Regions from separate parts of the Capra hircus genome. Here region 1 is linked to region 2. A link is a contact called in public Hi-C data. All regions are on one chromosome and are shown on one strand. Each heading gives the region's core, a stretch centred on a gene start, on an enhancer-like site or on the middle of the called end of the contact. The rest is flanking DNA. Distances are from core to core; before and after follow the strand shown.

Evidence for each region. Hi-C and Micro-C count contacts between places; a contact is called where the count stands out from the background.
Region 1: a contact with region 2 is called in a Hi-C map of blood, with 2.5 times the contacts expected there. The contact joins the enhancer-like site here to the promoter of C27H8orf4 in region 2. A contact is called at or near these places in 2 of 5 Hi-C or Micro-C datasets (both in blood).

What each region holds. Positions count from the first base shown.
Region 1 is chr27:10,472,467-10,479,910 of ARS1.2, forward strand. No RefSeq gene overlaps it. Among named protein-coding and RNA genes, the nearest start is that of IDO2, 74 kb to the right of the region's middle. Within about 2 kb of position 3,330, at least 1 of the 5 cell types and tissues checked has an H3K27ac peak or open chromatin away from gene starts, as enhancers often do.
Region 2 is chr27:10,354,613-10,361,426 of ARS1.2, forward strand. It overlaps C27H8orf4 (protein C8orf4 homolog), which reads right to left and starts at 1,739. Exons shown (of 1, transcript XM_005698882.3): 1 at 412-1,739. The coding sequence starts at 1,666. The coding sequence ends at 1,346.

The sequences.
Region 1 (7,444 bases), core at 2,080-4,579, 120 kb after region 2:
CTGTTTGGAGGAACAGTGATAACCTCTTCCTGGGTGATAACTCTTTCCTGGGTGATAACCTCCCAACGTTCCTCAGTCCTACCACAAAGAAAGAGATAATTATATTTCCTTTGTTCACCAGAATACTTTTATTAATACTCTGTCATTTATGCAGAAAAGTTCGACATTTCTCCCAAGGAAGCAATCAGTAATTCCCCAGCAGCCCAGCGGTTAGGGCTCTCCACTTTCACTGCTGAGGCCCCCATGTTCAATCCCTGGTAAAGGAACTAAGATCCTGCAAGCCAAGTGATGCAGCCAAATAAAATTTAATTAAATTTAAAGAAAATGAGCAGGAATCACAACACTAGAGAGATAATTCTGGAAAACAGAAAAAACATTTGACCTGGGAGATGATTGGGAAGCTACATATTGCTGAGGCGGATGCTATCTTGCAGGTCGCTGTTGCCCTCTAGTGGTGAAAGAGCAGACTTGCAAGCAAAGGTAAAACAGGGAAAAGAAATGTTCTGCAGTACAACTTTTCTTTTTATGATGTGCTATTTAATGTTTTGTGTATCATGAAAACTCATGAATCTGCTCAAATTATGACCCCTACTCTCCAGAAAAAAGATATGTCTTCTTATGCAAATTCTGAAAATAATTTTAGGAGATTCACTGATGCTCAGTCACTCAATCATGAACTCTAAGTTACAGCCTCATGATATTCTTGATTAGGATAATGAAAAAAAAATTACACGTGAAGAAATAAAGAAAACAAAACAAAAAAAAACAGCAAAAAGAAAAAAAACCAACAAAACAAAACACCAACAACTTCAGGTCTGAAGCAATCCCTACCCCTGATTCTGCCAGGGCCTTTCCTTGTAAATGAACATCCACTTGCCATGTCTACACATATTTAAAAGCAATAAATCAAGAGAGAAAATTATTAAATATAAAGGTGTTGCATCATCACACCTAAAAAGAGAAAACTTTTGTAATAACCTGGAAGCCCAAGTTCCGGTTAAACATCCCAGACCCCTGAGAATCCTGTATGAAAGCTGGAGGCCTGGAGACTGTGGGATTCAGGCATAGCTCCCAATTCCCAGGTCTGCTCTGTTGATGCCCTCCTGCCCACAGCACCCCAGTCTCCTGGCAGAGCACCAGCCACGTCCTGGCTCTGTAACAAGGAGCCCCTGCTCCCCACACACTTGCTGTGGGCCCAGGGAATGAACAGCACTGGCTCAGGAGCAACTCCAGGAGACAGGGCTGTGCAGCTTTCAGAAGCCATCTTGGGACCATTTATGAAGGATTCTGGGCTCCGAGCACCCAGAGCGAGATCTAGAAGGTGGTGGTGGTGAGGTGGTGTGAGCTCTTGCGGGGTTAGTTAGGGTGGCCCGACTGGGTTGCTGCATTCTGTCTTGCTTCCAGCAAAGGACAAGTTCCATGTCTTGGGAAACCCTTCATTAGGACATAAAAGATATCACTTTTCAATCTTATGTTCATAGATTACTGGAAAAGTGCAAAATCCTCATGACAGACCCCCAAACAGGAGCCAAAAGTAATAGTGTTTTCAATGTCAAATGGATATGATACAGGATTTCCCGAGTGGTCTACTTGTTAAGACTCTGCCTTCCAATGCAAGGGGCGTGGGTTGGATCCCTGACTGCGGTACCAAGATTACATGTACCTCGTGGTGTGGCCACCCTTTAAAAAAAAAAATAGATCTAATGTAGATTACCTCTCTCCCATAGTCATGGCTACTGACCACCGATGTTGGCAGCTGTGGTTGGTGGTCCCCCGCTGATGCTCACCCCAAAGACTGCCTTTCACTCCCAAGTTCACAATCTCCCCAACTTTCCCTACGGGTTGACTATGGTGCTTTCTTTGTATGGAGATAGTGCGAGTTTGATTTTTCGCTTTGTGACTATTGCGATCATGTCCGACCCCTTTTGAAAAGTTCAGATAATTAAATTGAAGGCAAGTATATGGTGTTGGTTTACTCAGTCCTGTTCTTAACCAGTACTGATGCCAGGGTTAACTAGTCAATTGTTTTATTTAAATAATAGCATTTGTGTAGCAGAAAAGTAAAGCCAAATATAAAAATATAATTTCAAGTAGAGATTTATGTTTTAATATTTCAGTGATATATTAATAACACTATGTGGATAATTACTATTTATTTTCATTATTAGTTTTATCACTGTTGTTATTTCGTCTGATGAAACACCATAAATCAAACACTATAAATCATGGCAGGGAATGGAATCTAGCTTTCTGAATGACTGCCAATGGCTGGAAGTTAGTTTGAATTTGGCCCCATAGGAAACAGGAGCTAACAGAAAACCAGGAGGAAAAAATGTATCCTCCTCTCTCTAGTTCATGGAGAGAGGGCTGTGCAGGTTTCAGAGGCCATCTTGGGGCCATTTATGCAAGAATTCTGGGCCCCAAGTACCCAGGGCATGATCTAGAAGGTGGCTGTAGAGTAGATGGTTGCAGGTTCTTGGGGTGCAACTAGGGTGACCCGAATGGGTTGTCCATTTGGTTCTCTAGATATTTGGTTACCCCGAAGGCCACTCATGCTTGTTCCAGTTCTCCTTTCCTTGTGAGGTGAGAGGTGGCCTGTGAAGGGTCAAAGTGAAGTCGCATGTTATACTGAAAATGCTTCCCCAAAAGATGCAGCCCAATCTCCAACTGATACCTTCAGGAAGAAGAAGAAGAAGAAGAAGAAAACCTAGTTATAGACAATGAAAGGAAAATACATAATCAAGTTTGATTTGGAATCTATATACAGCTACAGAACCATGTGAACCAACAGATTTGTGAGTTTACAAAGGAAATGACTTTGCAAAAAAAAAAAACATTTATTTTTGACAATGCTCGTATTCAAGAACTCAGTTTTTTAATGTTGCTTGCAAACAGATGCTAAACTGCAAAAATTAACTAGCAATGGCATTTCAGAAAGCGATGATATCCGACTTCTTTATTAAGTTTACTGTTAAGTGAACAAAGAAAGAGAAAAACATTTCTTCCATTAGCAAAGCAAATAGAACATCTGTGCACAAGGAAATGAAACACACAGTTTGGTGGGTGCAATCCAGTGTCATGGAAGGAATAGTTGGTTTGTAGGTACAGAAAGTTTTCTGTCCCAAATCTTAAACTGGATAAGATCTCACAGGTTTTACGCGTGCCTTTGTTGCGGTGGTTTAGTTTTATTTTGACTTTAACCCGGTTTGGAAACTACAGAAAGTGAATCGCAGACTAATAGTGAGAAAAGAGGAACTCCGTCTCTGAGCTCCTTTGTGGCTGACGTCCTATAAACTGAGAGCGCTTTGTGTCCAGGTTTGACCTGAAGGCAGCTTGGGAATCAGGACGGTGTGAGGCTTGCCAGCCTGCATAGAGAGCAAGACACGTGAGCTCTGCCATCTCCAGGGTTTTCCTTTGCACTTTTTTTTGTCTTCTTTTAAAATCATCCAAGTTTCAAGTCCTCCTTGCACAATTGCAGCTCTTTCTTCTGTAGAAGGTGAAGAAAACTAAGTCTCGCCTGGGATAAATGCATCCTTTTGAGTAAAACCGTGACTAATCCCTCACGCTCCAATTGTGCTTAGTCGCTCAGTCCTGGCCAACTCTTCATGACCCGTTGACCGCATAGCCCGCCTGGCTCCTCTGTCCATGGGGATTCTCTAGGCAAGAATGCCAGAGTGGGTAGCCTTCCCCTTCTCTAGGGGATCTTCCCAACCCAGGGACCAAACCCAGGTCTCCTGCATTGCAGGCGGTTTCTTAACTGTCTGGGCCAGCAGGGAAGCCCAAAGGCCTTGTCTAAATAAAGACACTCATTTTTCAAAACTAAAAAATAAAATTGTCATGACAAAAATAAATAACCAACTTTTTTTTTTTTTCCCTGGGAGACAAAAGTTCCTGTAGTCTGAAAGCCTGAATCTTTAAATTCTTGGAAAAATTACTAAACTCATCCTATCTGGACAGGAGCAGAGGATAGAAAGGACCCCCTGCTTCCTTGTCAGCAAGTGTTGGGTGGTGGGGGGCCCCCAAGGGGAAGGTGAGTCTACAGGGTTTCAGAACTTAACACCTTGTTCCTCCTTCTCAGGTAGGAAGAAGGAAGAACTTCCTTGGTAAAGAAACCAATATAGGAAGGAAGACTTGTCCTACATTCTCAGCCTCAGAGCAGTGGGATTTTATTGCTATTAAGAGAGACAGTAATTCATTTGCACATGGATCCCCAGCATAATGAACTTTCAGATGTGAACGAGGTCAGCTTTTTCTGGGTGAGGCTCCTTGATTTTCCTGGTGGCATCTGCTCCTTCACTACTGCACCCCTTCCCTACCTCTCTTAGAGGATGGCTCAACTTTGTGCCCTTTTTTTTTTTTTTTAACCTCCTCTCCATCATTACGAAGGAAGATTCTTCTGCTAGTACAGAGCACGGGGAGAGTGTGTGTTAGACTCCATAACTTCTCAAGGAAGTTTGGAATAACTAATTTAATTGATCCCTTTGGCCAGATGACCAGATATTTGGTCAAACACTGTTTTATGGATGTTTCTGTGAGGGTGTTGGGGATGAAATTAACATTTAAGTCTGTGGACTTTGAGTAAAACCGATTGCCCCACCCGAGGTGAGGGTGGGTGTGTGCTAAGTTGCCTCTTTGTGACCCCATGCACTGTAACGCACTAGGCTCCTCTGTCCATGGATTCTCCAGGCAAGAATACTGGAGTGAGTTGCCGTACCCTCGTCCAGGGGGTCTCCCCGCCTCAGGGACTGAACCTGTGCCTTTTACATCCCCTGCATTGGCGGGCCGGTTCTTTACCACTGGTGCCACCTGGGAAGCCCCACCTTAGGCGGGTGGGCCTCATCTAATCAGGTGAAGGCCTGAATGGAAAGGCTCATCCTCCTCTGAGCAGGAAAGGATTCTCCAGCAGACAGCTTTCAGACTTGAACCAGAGCATTGGCTCTCCCTGGGTCTTCCTCTTGGGATAGGTATGGATGTAGATGTAGGTATAGACATAAGCATGGATACATACAGATACAGAGAGTTTCTGAGCCTACATGTCAAGCCTATACTCTTACTTTTTCTTCAAGCTTGTGCTAACATTCTCATAACATCATCATCACATCATTTCAACCATACAATAAGTCATTTTCCCCCAGTAATGTGGACACCATTTATCTCTAGAATTCTTGGGGGGAAATGTGTTCTTTTTTGTTATGGAAGCTTTGTTTTCCCTATTCTGCCGTAAATCTGAAAATGGAACTCACTTAGCCCTAGAAATCAAACCTTGAACATGAATTAGGAGTTGGTTCCTTGGCAAAGGAACACTTTGGTTTGCACTGATTTCGTCCTTGTATAGTGAAAACAAACAAAACATTCTGAAAGCTTTGAGAGGCCACACTTTGCTCAATTCCCTTCCAGCTTCCTTCAATCTACCTGGTTTTCTAGCTATTCAACATTTATTGAAAACCTGCTCAGAATCAAGCCCTGTGGTCTCTTTGTGTGGGCTTGGATCTGTGGAAAGGATTCCAGGGAAGACGAGTCTTTGTGAATCTGGTCACTCTCAGTGGAAAAACATTTTTTTCATTGATATAAGCCTAGATTTAAAACCTAGGCTGAACTGGTATTCTGTTTTAAGTTCTCAAAGCCCTTCATTACTCCCCACTCAGGCCTAATTATTTCAAGAAAATTCCAGGTTCTGTCTCACTTTCCTTGCCTGTTATGAGGCCATGTTACCTGTTTTATTTGCCAAGTGCAGGATAGAGACAGGTCCAACTTTCCTTCTAGGAAGCCACGGTTTCCTGAGACCTAGGCATGGCTCCCCCTAATTCAAGGTCACATAATAAAATACCGTAACCAACAGTTTTTCACTCACTCTCTAGTTTAGCTCCCTTCAAGTGAGTGAACTATGGCTCTGAAAGGTTAAACAATTTATTTGCCTGTCATGAAATGTGACAAACCTGGGATATGGACCCAGGTTTTTTCCTCTTTAAGTCCGTATTTTGGTCACTTTCTGCTTCCTTGGATCCTCAAACGATAAATGATGAATGGTCATTTTTATTGCCAAGCAGACTCTGTGAATCCAAGAAGCTGGAGGAAGACAGTGTTCTCTCCTGTACTGGTGTCTGTATGATGCTCTGAGCCTCACCCCACAACCAAACAAACTTTCATTAATGTTTCCTCCGTGACAAGAACTATAACATTTGTGACTTATAACCACCCTGAGACCAATCTTGATGTTGAAAGATCATCTCAACGGTGTAAGAAACAGGAATTGAGACTATTTACAACAGCTAGGTTACGGAAGCAACTTAGATGTCCCTCAGCAGATGAGTGGATAAGGAAGTTGTGGTGCTTATACACAGTGGACTATTACTCAGCTATAAAAAGAAACACATTTGAGTCAGTTCTAATGAGGTGGATGAAACTAGAGCCTATTATACAGAATGAAGTAAGTGAGAAAGAGAAAGACAAATATCATATATTAATGCATAAATATGAAATCTAGAAAGATGGTACCAATGATCTTATATGCAGGCAAGCAAAGGAGACAGACTTAAAGAACAGAATTTTGGACTCAGTGGGAGAAGGAGAGGATGGGATGATTTGAGAGAAAAGCACTGAAACATGTAATTACCATATGTAAAATAGCCAGTGGGAGTTTGATGTATGGTGCAGGGAACCCAAAGCCCGTGCTCTGTGACAACCTAGAAGGATGGGGTGGGGAGGGGGGTAGAGGGGGCTTCAGGATGGGGGGCCACATGTATGCCTATGGTTGATTCATGCTGATGTATGGCAAAAGCCATTACAATATTGGAAAGCAACTATCCTCCAATTAAAATAAACAAATAGTTTTTTTAAGGAAAGAAAGTGCATAAAAAAAAAAACAGGAAGCTGAGAATGAAGGATATTCTAAATTTGGTCAATGTATCTATATTCATCCATCAATACATGTATAACAGAATCACATTGCTGCACACCTGAGACTAACGCAAGATTGTAAATCAACTCTACATCAACTAAGCAAACTAAATTTTAAAAATGGAGAAGTCAGAATTCAAAGACAGAATTCAGGCATATTTAAAATGTTACTTTCTTTTTGAACCAGAATGACAGCAACAATGGGCGACGTTTTGAATCACCAGCTATGGTGTTTCTACCTGATCCGCCTCCTTGGACTCGGTGTACAAGTGGTCTGGGTTTATTGATACCAAGCTAGAGTAGTTAGGAGAGCAGACCAAAGAGAAATAAATATATCCAAGCACATTTTATAAGCTTTACAATCGACTTGTCAAACACAAGGACGGCATATGGAGAGAAAAGGCTTTATGAGTGATGAGAGCCTCTGCTTTTGAGCTGAGACTCTGACCTAAACTGTAGACAGAGAGGACACCATCAGAGTTTTTCTTGGTCCACTCAGACCACGTGCTCTTGGCTTCATCATCCACATCTTCCTTTTTTTGTTTTT
Region 2 (6,814 bases), core at 489-2,988:
GTTTGTAATAAATAAACATTGATAAGCCACAAAATCTTGACCATAATTCAGATTCTGACCCTCAAGTATATTGATTGGGGTGAAAGAAATGTACACAACTCTATAGCCACAGAGGAAAAATTTCAAAAATATGGAGAGAAAAGCTTTTTACAACTTACCTCCTATGGTACATAAACAGCAATATTGATGAGCCCATCTATGCATTTCTATGTCTGTATTTTATAGTTTAAAGTTGGGACAGAGAAACTTCCTAGATATGTGAGGCAAGAATTTTCTTTGTAAAATATAGCAAGCAATATAAAAGCACCTCTTACTCTTAGAGGAAAATCATTAGGAAAGTTCATAAAACTTTATAATAAAAATCACCATCTTATTTTTCCTTTGAGATCAATCACCAACACCAAGAGCAGCTAAGTTTATATTAATTTATTAAGGTTGCATATAATTTGTCATGAATAATAAATTATAGAAAACATAGCATCTTTATAAACTATTAAGTGTCTCATATTCACTTCCTAATGCTTACTGCAGTAACTGTAAGAAATTTAGATTGTGTTTCAGCATTAGTCAGAAGATTAAAAAACACTATAAAATTTGTTCACAGTACTTCGGAACTATAAAGGACCCCATTATTTTAACTTTTGGGTAACCAGTTTGAAACGCATTAAAAACTCCTTACAGACCAGAAGGTGGCGTATGGTTTCACCAAGATGCTGAAAATAACTGCAGTTCCTTGAATTTGTTCTTAGATCATATGGTGCACTTTTTAAGGCATTGTCACAAATGCAAATAAATAATCAATTACTGATCTTTAAAAAGAAAAAAAATATCTACCAATAGACAACATTGAATCTTGGCAACACTTGGAACATTCAAATAAAAAACTCAGTAAACGATTGCAGCATGGAATTCTCTCTCTTAATTCCCCTCTCCGTCCTCCCTCCTCCCTGCTCAGTTTGTTTAAGGGAAAACAAAATTCAGGTTGAATTTCAGTCCTAGGGCCTGACCAGGAGACCCTGGCTGCCAGTCTTTCTCAGCCATCTGTCTTCTTCCCATTATGTCCGTTCAGACTCTCCTCCTGGCATCAGTGCCAGTCTTTCTCCTGCAGGGAGAGTTTTCCAATCCTTGCCGAAAGCACTTCTCCACTGGAACAGCACAGGGATGAAATTGGTTGGAGTCCTTGTCACCAGTTCATTCTGTTCCTCTCCTGCCCCGAGTCCCGGAGTCCTGACGGAAGAGAAACTTACAGGGCAACAGCAAGATGCTGTGCGTGTCAGGGTCCTACAGACTCACTTGGTCTTTAAATGTCCATTCTTGGATGATGTCCTTATCCACCCTCTGGTCCTCAGTGAACTTTGATGGAATATTTCCGCAGTTTCAGAAACTGGAAAAGCTTGTCTTTCGTTCTCTTCTTCAGAGCCATCAGGGCTCGCGTCTTCTCCTCTAGGTCTTGATCTATGGCAAAAATGATCTTAGCTCGCTCCTCCGCTTTCTTGTCCCCGGAGTTTTTGAAGAGCCTCTGTAATGCTTCTTGGTCTATGTTTTCGAAGATGTTGCCCACAGCTTTCTTACGTGAAGCTGTGTCGAAGTGGTAGCCGTGGATGGACGGGCTGACTCGCAGCGAGGTGGACATGCTGAAGGCTGGGTGGCTTGGCTTGGCTTTCATGGATGGGGGATTCTTCGGGAATTCAGCTCCCAGGCTCTCCAGAGAGTCTGTAGCAAAATCATTCCGGGACTGCTATTTAAAGTGTGAACAAAAGCTCCAGGCTCAGATTACACTGGTGACATCAGAGTGATCTCAAGGAAGCATAATCGCAGACCAGTTTAACAGTTGAGTTGCCAATGTCCTTCCTGTTCTTATGTTCAGTGTTACTGAAAGCTGTGTTCAACGAAGGGGCAGAAATAAAGAGAGGGATTCTTTTTAACACATCTGTGGCAATAGAATTACAGGTTTGGGCTCCTCTGTAGGAAAAAGGAAAAAAAAAGAGCTTAAACCAGAACAGCGCAAAGCGAAGAAATACACATGGTGAAATCTTTTAGCTTCTGAAAATCTTCCCAAACAACCAAAACAAAAGCTTCTGCCAGTCACCGAAAAGTTTTAATTCCCAGAGAAGTTATAAAAGTATAGTCTAAACATTTGGCAACCCACATCAGCGCCCTCTGGACTTCCCTAGGCAGGGCAACCCCAGAGCTATTGAGAGAAAGCTTAACAATCAAAGACGTTGATTTGGAGTCTGACGGTGGACTGGGGCTCAGACACTACAGAATGCTGACGTGACACAGCCTGAGTCAGTGACCATTCAGAGACTGCGTTTAAGAGCTAATCTGCAATTACTGGATCAAGCTGTAATTTAATAAAAATAATGACAATGGGCAATTTCTCCTTAGGCTTGTGTATATATCAACTGCAAGGTCAAAAAAGCCAGGAGGAAGAGTTAAAAGGCGCTTTATGTACACAGCACTCAAAAGGGATGAATCGACTTTTTTCATATTTATTTTGGCATCAGTCAGACACAGTCAAAACAAGTTTTAAAATCTGTGCTTTCCACATTCCACCACATTCAGCCAGCCACTGTCCCCAGTGATGTATGGAACACTAACAGTCTGCCCAGAGTTCAGTGTCAGATTCAAAGTGCCCCAGAGACTCTTCTTCAGAGACCTTCTGCCAGGTCCTAGCATTCTCAAATACAGAGGTGGCCTTCATTTTTCTCCCATCTAGTCACCTAGAGAAATGCACATGGATTTCCCTGGTGTTCCTGTGGTTAAGACTCTGCTCTCCCAATGCGGTGGGTACATGTTCGATCCCTGGGTGGGGAACTAAGATCCTGTAAGCCACATAGTACAACCTTAAAAAAAAAATTCACAAAGGGAGAGCGTGTGGAGAACATACCTTCCTAGAAAACTGAGTTGGGGCACTTTTCATGTGTTCACTCATTCACTCATTCATTTAAACGATATATATTCAAGGTCGACTTTCAGCTGGGCCTCCTCCATGGCTCTGCGGTGAAGGATCCACCTGCAACGCAGGAATGGCAGGAACTGCAAGTTCAGTCCCCACATCAGGAAGATCCCCCTGGAGGAGGGCATGGCTACCCACTCCAGTATTCTTGCCTGGAGAGTCCCATGGACAGAAGAACCTGGCAGATTTCAGTTGGACACGACTGAAGCAACTTAGCGCACTTGACTGCTAGCTAGAACCTTTCGAGACTTTGGAAATATAACAGGGAATCACACTAGATCAAGTGAAAAACAAAACTTCCCTAAGTTACCTTCATGGGGTTTGCGTTCTTCTGGGAAACAGACAATAGGAAAGTGTGCATTTGTAGTCTAGATGACATCAGAAGGTGATGCGTAAAGCAGGTTGTACAGGAGAGGTGGGGGAGGGTTGGAATTTGGTTAGGAAGTCAGGGGAAGTTTCTCAGTGTGACCTTGTGCAAAAACCTGAGGGAGTAGGCTGTGCAGACACCTGGAGGAAGGGTGTTATAGGCAGAGGAACACCAAGTGGCGAGGCCTGAAGATAAGAGTAGGAGGAAATGAAGAAAGACAGCCAGGAAGTCAGTGTGGCTGGGGCAGAACTAACAGAGAAGAGTGAGAAGGTGACTTGGGGTGAGAAGGCAGGGGGAGGAGGGCGGGGCAGGCAGAGTACACCCCCACAGGCTTTCTCACCAAATTTCCTTGTTACTTTGTAAAACATCGGTGGTGGTGGTTGAGTCGCTGTCGTGTCTGACTCTTTGCCACCCCATGAACTGTAGCCCGCTAGGCTCCTGTGTCCATAGAATTCTCCAGGCAAGAATACTGGAGTCGGTCACCGTTTCCTTCTCCAGGGGATCTTCCCCACCCAGGAGCTGAACCTGAGTCTCCTGAGTTGCAGGTGGATTCTTTCAACTGAGCTTCCTTGAGAGATATTTCTAGGCCAGCTGTATTCAGCTCCCCAACCATGGAAGCTGATGCTTGTTCTGGGTTTTCCAAAGAAGAAGCATACGTTCTGCTGCCCATGACTAGGGATTCAGTGGCATGTATCTAGCACATCTCTGTGGCAGCTTCACTAATATAAACGTGGACACAACCTAAATGTCCATTGACAGATGAACTGATAGAGAAGTTTATATATGTAAATACAATGAAATACTACTCAATGACAAAAAAGAATGAAATAATGTCATTTACAATAACATGGATGGACCTCAAGATTATAGTAACTGAAACAGTTCAGACAGAGAAAGACACAGCATATGATATTATTCATATGTAGAATCTGATTTTTTAGTGATCTAAATGAACTTATTTACAAAACAGAAACAGAGTCACAGATTTCAAAAACAAACTTATGGTGACCAAAGGGGAAAATAAGGGGGGAGGGGTACATTAGAAGTTAGTCATAGACACACTACTATATATAAAATAGACAACCAATAAGGACCTGCTATAGAGTACTATTGGAGAAGGAAATGGCAACCCACTCCGGTGTTCTTGCCTGGAGAATCCTGGGGATGGGAGAGCCTGGTGGACTTCCGTCTATGGGGTTGCACAGAGTCGGACACGACTGAAGCGACTTAGCAGCAGCAGCAGCAGCAGCAGCATATAGTACTATTCAATATTCTGTAATAATCTATGCAAGAAAATAATGTTAAAAAGAATGGATATATGTATATGTACCACTGAATCCCTTTGTTATACGCTTGAAACTAACCAAACATTGTAAATCAATTACATTTCATTAAAAAAATAAAAATAGTTATTATTACAGCAATAGTAATTTTACTGAATTTTTATTTTGTGGCATGCAGAGCACCAAGAAATTGACATTACCCATGTTAACTGTCATCGCTCAAGGCTTCATAAACCTTTTCATGCTCTGCCCTTTGTTGAAGTGACTCATGTAGGCTTGTGCTGTTTATCCTCTTTTTATTAATTAATCACAAATTTTGATTCCCACCATGCCACTGTCCTCTGAAGTATAGACTCATTTACTCAGTTAGTTAAGTGCATAATTACTTCATGGCAAATAGATGGAGGAAAAGTGGAAACAGTGGCAGATTTTCTTTTGGGGGGCTCTAAAGTCTCTGTGGACAATGACTGCAGCCATGCAATTAAAAGACACTTGCTGCTTGGGAGGAAAGCTATGACAAACGTAGACAACTTATTAAGAAGCAGAGACATTACTTTGCTGACAAAGTTCTGCATAATCCAAGCTATTGTTTTTCCAGAAGTCATATACGGATGTGAGAGTTAGACCATAGGGAAGGCTGAGCACCAAAGAACTGATGCCTTCGAACTATCGTGCTGGAGAAGACTCTTGAGAGTCCCTAGGATTGAAAGGAGATCAATCCAACTAATCCTAAAAGAAATCAACCCTGAATTCGTTGGAAGGACTGATGTCGAAGCTCCAATATTTTGGCCACCTGATGCAAAAAGGTGACTCACTGGAAAAGACCCTGATGCTGAGAAAGATTGAGGGCAAGAGGAGAAGGAGATGAGAGAGGATGAGATGGTTGGATGGCATCATTAACTCAAGAGATATGAGTTTGAGCAAACTCTGGGAGATGGTGAAGGACAGAGAAGCGTGACATGCTGTAGTCCATGGGGTTGCAAAGAGCTGGAAATGACTGAGGGCCCGAACAACAAAAACAGCCAAGAGCAGGGATCAGATCCACCCATCTCTTTGATGTGCTTGAAGCTCCTGGGTCACTTAATGTGTTTCCATAGTAGTGTTAAATAACAATATGTGTGACTCTATTTAATTTTCACACCAGCCTTGTGGGGTAGGAAATATTGAAATCCTCTTGGGACCAGTAAAACAAGTGAGGCAATGGTACTTTGCTCCCTGCTGTAGGCTGAATATCCTACTCTCCCCGCAAAAGAGTCCATGTTCTAAACCCTAGAACCTACAAGTACAGGCTAAAAGCAACTTTATATTGAAAAAGGGATTTAAATGGCAAAAGGAAGTTTGTCATTGTAGGTAGATTAAAGATCTCCAGATGTGGAGGTTATCTTGATTATTATGTGGTTAGTAAAAGTCCTTATAAGAGGGAGGAAAGAAGTCAGAGGGCAGAGATGTGAGAGACTCTGAGGATGGAGGGATGGGGCCATGAGCCAAGGAAGACTGGCAGCGCCTAGAAACTGGAAAAGTCAAAGAGACAGGTTCTTCTGTAGATTCTGAGGAAGAAGCACATCACCATAGACCCATTTTAGACTTGGGGTCTCTTGAACTGTAAGATAGTAAGTCTATTGTTTTAAGCCACTAAATTTGTGGCAGTTTGGTACAGTGGCCAAAGGAAACGAATTCACTCTGCAGACCCCTCAGCCGTGACGAGACAGCTTGAACCCAGGGCTATCTGACTCCACAGCCCATGATGTTAAACTCTCTACTGGAATTGGTATCAGATCAACTGCAAGCTCTCTCTTCAAAAAAAAAAAAAAAAAAAAAAACCCTGAGTAATGTTCCCACATGACACTGAGCAGGTCTCCTTGAGGATTGCCTAAGAGCATTCAGATGAATCTGAGAGATTAAGGCGCTTCAGAATTGTTTAGAGACCAGACCATCCACAGGGAAACAAGGTCAGTTTCTGTTTCCCAGAAGCATGCCACAAGCCTTTACACTGTGATTTGCTGATGCTCTTTGTCGAAGGTAACTCCATATGTGCTTGGAAAGACTTTTTCTGCTGTCGCTCTGTTCTTTCCCATCTTTGCATAAATATTTGCAGTGGATGATGTAGACCACAGACTGAAAAATGATTGGCAGTGATCCACGAGTTGCATGTGGATGGGATGGTACCATATAGGTAGGTGCCTTCCAGAATTTCTGCTTCCCATA